2 separate regions of the Mus musculus genome follow, and region 1 is linked to region 2. A link is a contact called in public HiCAR-type data. All regions are on one chromosome and are shown on one strand. The core of a region is the stretch at or near the end of the contact, and the rest is flanking DNA. Distances in the headings are between cores, read along the strand shown. Region 1 has its middle 27 kb from the start of Dusp5. Region 2 overlaps Mxi1 (MAX interactor 1, dimerization protein).

Region 1 (6,488 bases), core at 3,731-6,230, 190 kb after region 2:
TTGTAACCTGGGAGAAAGATTTAACTCTCTGCAACCCAGGATGCCACCTGTCTCCCGTCCTCCTCCCTCCTCCCCCACCTTTGGTGCTGATTCAGGCCTGAAGCTCGACCTCTGACCCTTTGAGGCAGGATGTCCGGGGCAGTGGGAGGCTAGGGAAGGGACACGTGGCTGTCATGACGGATGTTTGGGTTGAAAGTCAGCCCCATAAACACGTATTCATCGTGAGTCCTCTTCTACTGAGTCTTTCATCTGGGGAATCTCAAAGTTCCAGACAAATGGTAATTAATTTTCACAACAGATTCCACAAGAGGATGGGTGCCAGCCGAAGGCCAGCAGGCATTTTCCCGCATCTTTTCCCACTCCTTCTACTTACTACCAGTGGGCGGGCAGCCCTAGGGAGACACATGGGTAGGAGGCCTAGATCTTAGTTAGACTCCTTCAGCCAAGAAGGCTCCAGGGCAGAATGAAGTTCTTTTCAGCAGGCTTCCTGCTACTGCCCCCTGCTCTGATCTCCCAGAGGATGACTCAGAATGACCCAGGCAAGAGTGGGAACATTTCTCGCCTCCACTGGCCGCTGGCTGAAGCTAAACATTGAGTTAGCTGACTCGGCAGAAACCTCAGGCTCTAAAACTAAGACAGCCTGCTGCATCTGTGTGCCCATCCAGGGCACACAGCCACCTCTCTTCCCCCAATCCGGAAATGATTTTAGACCTTAATGCACATTGTAGGGAAAGTATAAGGTAGTTGTGTGAAGCCTAGAAAATACTGAAAAATATTAGGAGGCAGGAGAAATAGAAACAATATTTCAATAATTCCACTATTGCCAGTAGAACCCCTGATGAGATCTTGATACTTTTTTTTTTCCTGCCTCTTTGTTGCCATTGCTATTTTTGTCTTGTCTTGTTTTGTTTTGTTTGAGACTAGGTTTCTCTATGTAGCCCTAGCTGTCTAGGAACTCTCTGTGTAGACCAGTCGGCCTCAACCTCACAGCTCCACCTGTCTTTGCCTCTGGAGTGCAGGGATTACAGTGTGCACTGTCATACCTAGCTATCCACTAGCTATTTATCTGGTGCTCCTGGAAATACTAACTTATACACATAGTGGAGTTGGGCAAATGGCTCCATCAGTAAAACCTTTGCTGATCAAGCACGAGGCACGCTTGGATCCCCAGCTCTTACCAGGCATTGTGGCATCTTGTTAGCTCAGCTTTGAGGAGGCAGAAGCAGGAGCTGCCTGCAGACTGCTTGCTGGCCAGCTAGTCTTGATGACATCAATGAGCTCCAGGTTCACTGAGAAACCTTGTCTCAAAGAAACAAGGTGGGTGGAGCTAGAGAGATGGCTCAGCAGCTGAGAGCGCTGGCTCCTCTCCTAGAGAATCCAGGTTTGAGTTCCAGCACCCACAGGGCAAATCATAACTGTGACTCTAGTCCTGGGGGATCTGATGCCCTCTTCTGCCCTCTCTAGGCTCCAGGCATGCACGTAGTGCACATACATACATTCAAGGAAAATATTCATACACATAAAAAAAAAAAAGGAGAGTGATGAAGATGACACCCAAAGTGACCCCAGCCTCCACACAAACATGCCTACACATGTGTACACATGCATATGTCACACAAATGTGTGTGTGCACACACATAATAAAACAGACGTGTGTATACATAGATGTGCACACACACTTATAGTAAAGCAAAGACATGTATGTGTGTACACACACACAGTAAAGCCCAGGATCTCTGCACACCCAAATCCAAACAGAACAGCAGGCTATTTAAAGTGAAAAGTCAAATTTTACCCACAGGAGGAAATTTTTTTTTTTTTTGGTTTTTCGAGACAGGGTTTCTCTGTGTAGCCCTGGCTGTCCTGGAACTCACTCTGTAGACCAGGCTGGCCTCGAACTCAGAAATCTGCCTGCCTCTGCCTCCTGAGTGCTGGGATTAAAGGCATGCGCCACCACTGCCCGGAGGAAATCCTTTTCTTGTAGACGCCTTCCGACGTCGTCTGTTGCATACATAAGCACAAGTATGCACAGCATCACGTGTATACTTTGCCCTTTTCCACGTCACATGACTCCACATTTTTTTTTATGCCATTAAAAAAGAGCACCAGGCAAACCTGGTATTGACTGCTAATGTTTTTCATCCGGCTGGGAGATTTCAGTGTACTTAACCTTTTGCCCATTTCTGGACTTTTACCCAGGTGAGGAACAGGAAGGATTGAGTCAGAACGAAGTGTGGGAGGAGGAAGCTTGCCAGACTGTCCTGAGGTCCACCAGCCATGGCCCGGGTACTTCCCTAGTTTTTCTACCCTACCCTCCAGATGAGGAGAATGAGGCACAGGAGAGAGAAAAGAGGAGTCTGCTTGTGGGTTAGTAGCCAGAGTTCCAAGTACAATTTATCAGTGAAGGCCATGGCCATTGGACTTCACCAAGACTTACTGGGAAGATCCTAGGTTTTATGGTACACGCTGCTTAGCTAGAGACAGCATGACCCCTCATCCAGTCTGTCTCCCAGTCATCTCCCATCCCATCCTTCCAGGCATCAGGGATTCAGGGTGCAGAGGGCATAGTCTTCCTTTATGGCAGTTAACAGTTTCATGCAAATGGATGTGTCAACAAGCTGTCACTACCCACCATAGGAAAGGGACCAGCAAGGAGCGTTGGGGGTCCAACCCACCACAGCTTCCTCTCTCAGACAATCAAGTCTGAGACCAAGGTCAAGGAAGGCAGGTAGCAGGCCCTGAGTCAGGAGTCTGGTGCCTGGCAGGAAGTGCCAGGGAGGCTGACCCACCCCTGCACTCTCCTCTCCCCTCTGCATCAGCTCCCCCCCACACCCCATTTTCTGGTCTGTTCCTGGCTTCCTGCCCTTCACAACATGGCTTTCCAGGTTCCCAGGGCAGCAGAGTGGGTGGTAGGTCTCCGGCTTCTGAGAATGTTTTCAAGAATGCTATTGTGGTTTATTTTCTAGAAATTCAGGACATTTCCATCACACTTAGGAAAGGAGTGGGAGGCACAGGGCCCGATGAGCAGTCTGACTGGAATGCTGGTCTGGAATACTGGAAAGTGACTGACTGGGAATCGAGACTTAAGTTGACAAAGCCATAGGAACACACCCTGGCGATCTTAAACAGCAGAAGGGTTCACAACATAGGGGGATCTGAGATGTGACAGCTTATTGAAAAAAATAAGCAAAAAAATTTAAAAATACACAGGCCTAGAGCAGCAAGTAGGTGAAATGGACATTTCACCTAAGTGAAGGCTCAGAATGGTTTACCACTGAGGCCAGGTGGTACAGCGAAGGCGGTGGCAGCAGAGGGCCCTTAGAGTCTAGGAGCCAGGCCATGGGCTAGAAAAGCAGGCTTGCTTATCTTTGGTCTGCACCCAGATCTGCTGCACTAGGCTTGAAGGCTGCTGCGTTGCCCTTGGCCTTGGAGGGTAGGGGTCTGGGGGTAGGGCTGGGGGAGGGGAACCTGTTATCCAGAACAAAGTCCTGCCTGTTGGATGGGGCTTTGGGTCCTCTACCATGGCACCTCAGTGATGCTGTGGAGATGTAAAAGAAATCTAAGGAGAGAGGTTTGCACAGTGCCAGATGGTCAGTAGATGCCGGCAAGGGGCTCTTGGCCACTGGTGTATGACACGAGTGTGACACGCTTCTCTTTCAAATAAGGTACAGGTAGTTTTCATTCTAAATGGTGGCAGTGCCTGCCTTTGATACCAGCCTAGCACTCAAGGAGCTAGTCTACAGAGAGTGTTCCAGAACTGTCAGGGCTGCACAGAGAAATCCTGTCCCAGAAAACGAAAGGAAAAAAAGAAAAAAACAAAAAAAAAAACAATTTCTACCCACAGACACCCACTGTCAGTATTGAATGTTTCCAGTCAGTCTGGTTTCTATGCATTAGATGTAGCCCTTCCTTGATTCCTCCTCCCTCTCACCTTCCCCCCTCCCCTCTTCTCTCTCCTCCTCCTTCCCCTCCTCCCTCATTCTCTCCCCTTTCTTTTAAGTTCCTGTGAACAGCTGTTAGGGTCTGTGTACATAGCTGTGTGCCCTACCTTGTGCTGTTATTAACAATCGACAATCACCCTTCTTTTTTTTTTTTTTTTTTTTTTAAAGATTTATTTATTATATGTAAGTACACTGTAGCTGTCTTCAGACACTCCAGAAGAGGGCATCAGATCTTGTTACAGATGGTTGTGAGCCACCATGTGGTTGCGGGGATTTGAACTCCGTACCTTCGGAAGAGCAGTCGGGTGCTCTTACCCACTGAGCCATCTCACCAGCCCGACAATCACCCTTCTTAACAGCTGGATTTAGGAGGCTCACAGAGTGGCGTGTGTTTATAAATTATGAACATCCTTTAACAAAAACCACTTCGGAATCTGGAATTATTATTTGGAATGCTAATGGTTAACTCATTGACATTTTAACGCTGCTAATGAAGTTTATCTCAATGGGCTTTGGGGAAGCTGTCTGCTTCAATTCCCACAATTCAGAGAGGGTAGGAGGGGAATGTAAGGTGACCCTCCCCACCTCCTTTCCCTTCTTCCCCCACCCTCTCTCTTCCAGGGGTCCTTTCCATGCCACCAGAAGAGGGCGTGTACACAGGTCTAGTGTCATCCCTATTCCACTCTTCTGCCCACTGCTTTCTCACGTTCTCAATATGCTCAACCGCTGATTAGGCTGGAGTGGTTTTTCCGGCCTGTGAAATTACCTGCCATTAGTGGAAAGTGTCCCAGCCTTGTCTCTTGCCAGCTTGGGACTTCGGGCAATTTTCTTAGATTTCTCAACCTGTTTTGGTAAAATAAAGTATGGCTGCTAGGATTAAAGAGGGGGCGTCTAGATGGCAAGTTTTCCCCCAAGTCTTCCACGTCCCCAATCCAACGCGCCCCGCCTAGGCCCCCTGCTTTCCGCAGGGTTCCGGGAAGTGGTTCTGCCAGAGACTGCCTAGGAGCAGCTGTGGAGTCAGGTGACCCAACTCCCCACAGGGGTGACTAAAATACCAGCGATGCCGATTATTTGGACTTCCTGGGCAGGGCCTGCCACCGCTGTGACTGGTGGGACCTTGGAAGCAACAGTAATTAATATTTTGCCAGGTGTGATTCCAATGGCCCCGCCAAAGCAAGGGGTCCCACCCTGAGCAGGGAGCCCGTGGGAACTGCCTGAGCTGCATTCCCGGGCTGGTGATTGTGCCACATGCTCCTCCTGGGTTCCATGCAGGGGACGTCCCTAGCCTTGCCCCGGGGTTCAGATGCTGCAGGAAGGAGCATTCCACCCCCATCCTAGCACCCCCAGTCTCCAGGCAGGCACTCTCAAGGAGTCCCCTCCTAATCCACGTGGACTTGTCCCTGTAGCTCCTAGAGTAGAAGTCCTGGTGGCTATGGTTGAGAGGGCACGGGAGTTGTGGCGTGTTTATAAAAGGATAAAGCGATATAAGATATGTTCTATAGGGGTGTGGTGAGGTATGGGGAAGGGGATGTCTCAGCGGGCCCATGCGGAGTCAACTCTTCCCCCCGTGGGACCAGCCACACGGTATAGTACAGAATAGAGTTTATTTAGGGCGTGGGGAGGAGAGTTAAGAGGGTAGTGGAGGCAGAGAAAGGCAGGGGTGGGGGGCGTAGAGGAGAAAAACAGAGGTCGGCCATGAGCACGTGGAGAGAGAGGGGGGAAGGGAATGGGGAGAGAGGGGGGAGCATGAGAGCAAGGGAAAGAGGAGGGGGGCAGCGCCTTTTATAGTGGGTCGCCTACCCCCCGCTGTTGCCAGGTAACTGTGGGGAGGAGCATACCTGGCTGTTGCCAGATGACTGTGAGATGGAGTTTAGACAGAATGCTAACAAGTTGGGGTCGGAGTTGGGGTATCAGTCTTTCCCATACACACCTTCCAAATTCATAGGAGTCAGAAACTCAAAGGGCTCTGGGACCCTAATCTCCATCTTCCTCCTTTTATAGTGGGTACCACGGCTCCCGAAAGTGGATTGATTGTTCTACGTGGAATTATAAGAAAAACGACTAAATAAGGACAGTGAACTGGAAGCTGGGTTTTGGTTTTTTTTTGTTTGTTTGTTTTTTTCTAGACAGGGTTTCTCTATGTAGCCTTGGCTGTCCTGGAACTTGCTCTGTAGACCTGGGCTCGAACTCACAGAGATCTGTCTACCTCTGACTCAAAATGCTAGGATTAAAGCCATGTGACACCACCATCAAGCTGGCATTTATTATTATTATTGCTGTTGTTGTTATTGTTATTATTATTCATGAATGTTTTGCTGGCGTGTATGTGAGTGTGCTGTCATACATACTGTCAGAAGAGAACTTCGAATGCCCTGGAACTGGAGTTATGGATGGCTGTAAACCACCATGTGGATGCTTGGAATAGAACCCAGGTCTTCTTCGTGAACAAGTGTGCACCTGCCCATCTCTCCTGCCCCTGACTGAAGTTTCCAAGAGTTATTGTTTTCAATGATGTAGAAAGCACCCCAAATCCAAGTTCTGTTATTT
Region 2 (6,738 bases), core at 2,019-4,518:
ACTGTTCCTGCACCCGGATTGCTTGCTTGGTATGCGAGTGACTCCTCCAGTGTCGCCAAGTGAGACACTCTGGAGTAGGGACTCTAAACCCTTCAAAATTTTGAATTTCTTTTTTAAATCTATTATTTATTTTTTGCTTTCCCCAACCAAAGAAATGCCTGAAGAAATAGTTTGAGTACACAAAAGAAGCATGGTAAATACACAACTGAATAATTTTAAAAAGAGGAGAGACGTTAATCTTACCGTTTCCTATTTCCCCCTTTAAATTTTGATGTGCTGGGACTAACACAGGACCTTGCCAGTTAAGCGCTTACTACTGAGTTACATCCTTGGGTTTGCTATTTCAGTGAAGGTTTTTTTAGCAAGACAAAACAGGTGTGACTTAGCCTTTTTAGTCAGTAGAAAACTAGTTTTAAAACCTAAAATGTTGCCAGGTGTGGTGGCGCATGCCTTTAATCCCAGCACTCGGGAGGCAGAGGCGAGTGGATTTCTAAGTTCAAGGCCAGCCTGGTCTACAAAGTGAGTTCCCGGACAGCCAGGGCTACACAGAGAAACTCTGTCTCGAAAAAAAGGAAAAAAAAAACCTAAAATGTTAAAAGATAATTTGCTGCACGGACAAACTTTTGGAATTGAGCAGTTTGAACAAAATCGGCAGAAGTGTTCCTCTGACATACTTCCTTCATTTTTCTGGTTGCTTTCTTTTGTAGAAGGCTGAATTCAGAGCAGAGCCTCTAATTAATAAGAAAATGGCCAGCATGTGTGTCACCCTCGAGCCGTGTCTTATGGAGCGCAGTTAGGCAGAAACCACAGTGTAGAATCCTACTGTAGAATCCGAAGGCGCCTTCACATGGTGCGTGGTTTTAATGGTGATTCTGGTCTGCTTAGCAAGAGGAGCCTGCTCGTGTGCAGCTCCTCAGCGGAGAGATTTAGGTAGGTAGCAGAGCAGAGCAGCCTTTAACTTGTTAAATACAGAGAAATCGAAGCAGTCTTTTATCTGCATTAAGTTGCAGAGTCAAGTGCTAGACTTGAGATGGCAGATTCGGTAAAAGGACTAGAAATTCGCTTCTGATTGTTTGATGATTGTGGCTGGGCCTGCCTTTATTGGCCAAACCTCTGACCTCACTGCCCTCAATCACCCTTGCTTGTCAGTGACACAGGTGACCACTTACACCTTTCCCGCCCCTCTCTCAACTCCTGCACTGGAAATTGTCACTTGACATCACTGTTGTGTATTAAAACTCAAAGTCCCCTTTGAGAGGAAAGTGGGGGGCTTGCGTTATCCCTGATACAGCTGAGACTGTTGTAGAAGTTCAGTTACAGCCCCAAAGGAGTCCACGTGCTGCACGCAGCTGAACTGTCTTGTTTTAAGATTTATATATATGTATATGTATATGAGTACATTGTAGCTGTCTGCAGACACACCAGAAGAAGACATCAGATCCCATCACAGATGGCTGTGAGCCACCATGTGGTTGCTGGGAGTTGAACTCAGGACCTCTGGAAGAGCAGTCAGTGCTCTGAGCACTGAGCCATCTCTACAGCCCCCTGCTGAACTGTTAGCGCTTGGTAAAGAACAGACTCAAAGGTGGAGAGCAGCAGAGTTTGGCACCTCCCATTATGTACATGGTCATAGTTGGAGACCACAAGTGTACAAGGCTCTCCTGGAGCATTTCCAGGAGAAATTCCCTCTGACTTTCCCAGAGAATGGTCTGTCGGAGAATTCGGGACTTTAAGCAAGTAATTCTGTCACCTGTGTTCCTTGTGGGGAAAACAGGGTAGCTCATGAGGGCGGAAGGGAAAGGAATGAGCAGCAGCCCGCTCACAACACAGGTGTGAAACCCACCACCGCAGGCACAGTTTTGTCGTCCATGTTGCGCTGGACATGAAATTGACGTTTTATAAAGGACTGAAAAAATGTTTGAAGATCAGGAAGTGTTCACGTCCTTCTGCCTCTACATAAACAACATCCAGCCCTCTGGGATGGCTGCGGTTACTGAACAGTGTGGGTGCGTGCCTGTGCGTGTGTGTGTGTGTGTGTCTGTGTGTGTCTGTAAAATTAAAAGGTGGAAGGAGGTGGAAACCTTAGTGCGTTTTATAGCTCCTTGAGGTACCGTAGCTGAAACCGGTACTCCAGCCTGTGCTCTCAGGCATTGGGAAACCAAGCTCGATTGCTTTAGTAACAGCACAGCACGGAGCTTATGGAGCGGCCTAGACAATTCGCTGTCTGACAGAGTTCATGGGGGCTGATAATCTAAAGTGACTTCTGTCTGCAGGGCAGAGTGGTGGGGCGGGAGGTCGGCGCCACTACCGTGCAGGTACTTTAAAAAGTTGGGAGTGAAATATGGCTGTTGGCTAATAGCTCAAAGTTGCTGTGTGTGTCTAGTGGCTCTCCAGGCTGTGCTGATTGGCTGATATCTTTCTTAGACGAGCTCACCTGCGCCTGTGTTTAGAACGCTTGAAAGTTCTGATCCCGCTGGGCCCAGACTGCACCAGGCACACAACACTCGGTTTGCTCAACAAAGCCAAAGCACACATCAAGGTGAGAATCTTTCTTTCCATATTTGCACTGATTCCTGTGTGTGTCGTGTACAGCTCACTAGACCGTCCTCTTCTTCACTAACTGCCCTCCAGAGAAACGGCTGTAAAATCTCACCAGCGATCCAGTGGGGCAGCATGATGCGAATAAATGAAAAAAATTTACAGCGTGGCCATCTAGACCTGAGAATGCTGGGGAAGGTCTTTCCGATACCCTGAAGGAAGGCAGCTGCGCCCTCTGGCGGAGATGCTGTTATTTGGCTTTATCTCTCAGTAATTTTCCACTGAATACCACATTGCAGGAGGTTTCTCTTTGTGGAACTTACCTCACAGACTTTTATAGTTCACTTCATTTGTTCAAGTAACATAGCATCCATACAGGAAAAAGACCACTGTTTTTATGTTTAAAACGCAAGTGTTTCTCAGTATTTATATATGCAAGGGTACATACATACCCACATATGTGTATTTGTGGCAGGAATTAGTTTTACTGTACTAGACTGGACTACAGGTGTGAATAAAACATCTTCATTTTAGAAACTTGAAGAAGCGGAGAGGAAGAGCCAGCACCAGCTAGAGAACTTGGAACGAGAACAGAGGTTTTTAAAGCGGCGACTGGAACAGCTGCAGGGGCCTCAGGAGATGGAGCGGATACGAATGGACAGCATTGGATCAACCATCTCTTCAGATCGCTCGGATTCAGAGCGAGGTAGGCAGCTTCTCTTTCTAAGGAAGTCCTGAGTCTCCGAGACGGGTGGGGGCGGGGAGACTGTAGACACTGCATCGGCTCTCACTAACCAATGTAGTACTGTCGTCTAGCTTCTGTTGTTTTGGTGCTAGAGAGCAAACCCAGCGAGTAGCATGTGCTAGGTTAGGAAGAGTGAGCCCAGCCGCACTCCCAGCCCCCAGCTTGGGCTTTGTGCACCCTAACATTCTCTGGCAGTGCCTTTGTGAACCACAATTTTTTTTCATATATGTATATACATTCTTTCTATTTTGAAATAAATTTTAGACTTAGAAAAAGTTCTGTTTAAAATATGCCAAGTTCTTGGGGGCTGGAGAGAGGGCTCAGCAGTTTAGAGCACTGACCGCTCTTCCAGAGGTCCTGCCTGAGTTCAATTCCCAATTCCCAGCGACCACATGGTGGCTCAACAACCATCTGTAATGGGATCTAGTGTCTCTTCTGGTGTGTCTGCAGACAGCCACAGTGCACAGTATACTCATATACATAAGTAAACAGATCTCAAAGGAAAGAAGGAAGGAGGGAGGGAGGAGAGAGAGAGAAAGGAAGGAAGGAAGGAAGCAAGGAAGAAAGAAAGAGAGAAAGAAAATGCAGAATTCTTACCATGAGAGAGGGACATGGCTTGAAGCTATATTTCATGCAAGAAAATCAAAAGCAAACCCCTTAAACCTACTTTATGATTAGCTTATTTTAGTTACTATTCAGAATTTGTTGATGAATCCATAGAAATCCATAGATCCACCTATGATCTATGATAGAGAGTTGACACCACCAAAAAATTCGGATGCCTAAACATAAATTTTCTATCTTTAATTTTATTTCTCCATGACCCCAACCTCTTTAAAGCAACCCTGATTAATAAACAGAGCTGTGAATTAGTTTTTGGTTTAATGTAAAACAGATGTTGTTAAACCACTTGGGTTGGGATCTTTTAATATTAAGTACTAATTCCCAAACAGGCCAAGCGCTTTTAGTGGGAGGTCTAGACGGACTGGCGTCAAAAGGGTTTTAGTAAACTTGCTGCCTAAATTAAGACCACCACTGTATACCAGATTGCTCTTTGCAGGAGAGTCCCTGATAGAGCACGGATAACCTTGCTGGATAACCTCTCTAACTTCTGAAAGTGCACATGCAGATTATTAATGCCCCCCTTTGTTTTCTCTTTCTTCCTCCCGCAGAGGAGATTGAAGTGGATGTGGAAAGCACAGAGTTCTCCCATGGAGAAGCAGACAGTGTCAGTACCACCAGCATCAGTGACCTTGACGACCACAGCAGCCTGCAGAGTGTCGGGAGTGACGAGGGTTATTCCAGTGCCAGTGTCAAACTCTCCTTCGCGTCCTAGGACCCAGCATGGCCTAACAGTGCAGGGCGGAGCGCTCACTGGGCCGAGTCAACACCGGCTCTCAAATTGGGTTCATGATGCAGTCTCCTCTTTAAAACTAAAAACTATACTTGAACAAAACGGTCAGAAGACCTGTATTTAAGCAAATACTTAACGAAAAGTGGGGTAGAGCCTCCCTGGTAGAACAAATATTCCTATATTTGGAAAGAGTACAGTTTCTAACGGCAGCAGAAACCATGCGCGTGATTATCTTGAGTTGACCAGGTTGACTTGAGAGACAATGGAGACTTCACTCTCCTGTTGCAGTTTGCTCACTCTGTGGTGGTGAGCAGACATTTAAGGATAGGGTTATGAACCCTTCCCGAGCTTCTTGGCCCTAGAAACAAAATCACACTTAGAGTAAGGAAAAGGCAGGATAATCAGGCATTAATCTCAGATAGCTGAAGAGCTATTAAAACTCAGCCTCTGTTTATCATGAAGCCTGTGGATGATCAGTTCTTTTAAACAAAATGAATTTTTAAAAAGCTCATATCGTGCTCTACAAAAGGAGAGACTCCATGAAGCCTTTTGAAAGAGGCCCTGACGCAGCCCGGCTTTCTGTTGGATTCCATGCTAAGCCAGCTAACCTTACCTGCATTGTTAGCTCTAGAGCAGCCGACCACCCGCTCGCCACCCTTCGGCCACGTAGGGGCAGCCCATGCATGACGGCCTGAATCACAGGAGGAAAAGCTCTGTGTGCCTCGGTGTCTGCGCGGAGCTGAGGAGGTGCGCACGCAGTATAGCAGCCAAGGTCTGAGCCACCGCAGCATTTTTATTTGAGATTTTGATAACTGTTTGTATGTGTTGAAAACCAAAATGACATCTTTTTAAAGCTTGTCCATAAGTAAAAACATAGATGTCTTTTATAGTGGAATAAACCACGTGGGGAAATCATCTATTTTGATGCAGCATTTGATAATGATAAACACCTCACGCCTCACTCTTCACAGTGCGCAGGACAGACAGACGGACGAGGTCTGGGCTGGGTAGACGGAGGTCAATGCTGTTTTTGTTTTCTTTAGGACCACTCCCTTTTACCAGCTTTAACCATCTGATATCCATAGTAGACATACTATCCTAGTTAACATAGTTACGTTCAGCACTTGTCTCATTTAATGTAAAGATTTTCTACAGGCAGTCTCCTCCCCCACAATCCCACTGTGCGGGTGCTATTGTTGCTCTTACAAATCCCTTCAGAAATGTTATCTTCTAAGTGGAACTTCTAGCCTGCACTCTGATGTCATGTGTTCCCTCTGTCTTTCAAACTCTCAGGTTTCCCTCTGGGCCACTGCTTTTCCCTGGGAAGCCTTGCTGGAGACCTTACCCCAAGCTGTTTGGACTTTGTATTCTTTAAATAATTTAACTACCCTTAATTACTTAAAAAAAAAAGCTTTATGATTTTCATAACTTATTGCTGATTTTAATGGGTTGTTAATTTCAGTCCTGTAGTTTTATTTTATGTTTAGATAGGGCTGGGCAAGGAAAAAGAAAATAAAAACAACCATATTTAGCAGTGCAGTCGAGTTGTGTGTTAATGTCAGAGCTATCTTCCGTGGATAGCACGTCTCCATACAAGAAACATACCGCCTTGGTCATGCATAAGGTCCCAGCACACACTACCCAGTGCTCTTTTTGTGCCTGCAAAAGCACTTCGCCGTTGCTTGGGCTGTGTCTGAATGAAAAGGTTCTTTGAAGTAGCTGTTTGTGAAACACTGCATGCCTCCAGACACTCGGCTGAAACCTGTTGCACTTGAGGTGCTGAGGACAGAATGCAGAAACCCTCTGGTTTCCCTTGCAGTCACTCCCAGACAGGTAAGATGTGTGTGTGTATTGGCTGTCTTTGAGCTTTCTCTTAAAGTTTGTCCTTACCATGGAAAGTAAATGGAAGCCATTGAGTGGCTGCATTATTCTCCTTTTTTTTTTTTTTTTTTTTTTTTAAGAGCAGGGTTGGGGGTGGGGTGGTCCCGAGACAGGGTTTCTTTCTAGCCCTAGCAGACCAGGCTGGCCTCAAACTCAGATCCACTTGTCTTTGCCTCTTAAATGCTGGGATTAAAGGTGTGCACCACCACCATCCAACTAC

Evidence for each region. HiCAR-type assays count read pairs that join an accessible place to other places.
Region 1: a contact with region 2 is called in a HiCAR-type map of embryonic stem cells, with 3 times the contacts expected there. The contact joins two enhancer-like sites. A contact is called at or near these places in 1 of 115 datasets of contacts at active chromatin or transcription factors (embryonic stem cells) and 2 of 9 other capture datasets (adipose tissue and liver).

Annotation. Positions count from the first base shown.
Region 1 is chr19:53,552,456-53,558,943 of GRCm38.p6, forward strand. No RefSeq gene overlaps it. Among named protein-coding and RNA genes, the nearest start is that of Dusp5, 27 kb to the left of the region's middle. Within about 2 kb of position 4,981, at least 89 of the 459 cell types and tissues checked have an H3K27ac peak or open chromatin away from gene starts, as enhancers often do. A contact at or near this core is called in embryonic stem cells, where this site is marked.
Region 2 is chr19:53,367,118-53,373,855 of GRCm38.p6, forward strand. It overlaps Mxi1 (MAX interactor 1, dimerization protein), which reads left to right. Exons shown (of 6, transcript NM_001008542.3): 4 at 2,425-2,539; 5 at 3,073-3,244; 6 at 4,456-6,176. The coding sequence ends at 4,619. Among named protein-coding and RNA genes, the nearest start is that of Smndc1, 20 kb to the right of the region's middle. Within about 2 kb of position 3,269, at least 28 of the 459 cell types and tissues checked have an H3K27ac peak or open chromatin away from gene starts, as enhancers often do. A contact at or near this core is called in embryonic stem cells, where this site is marked.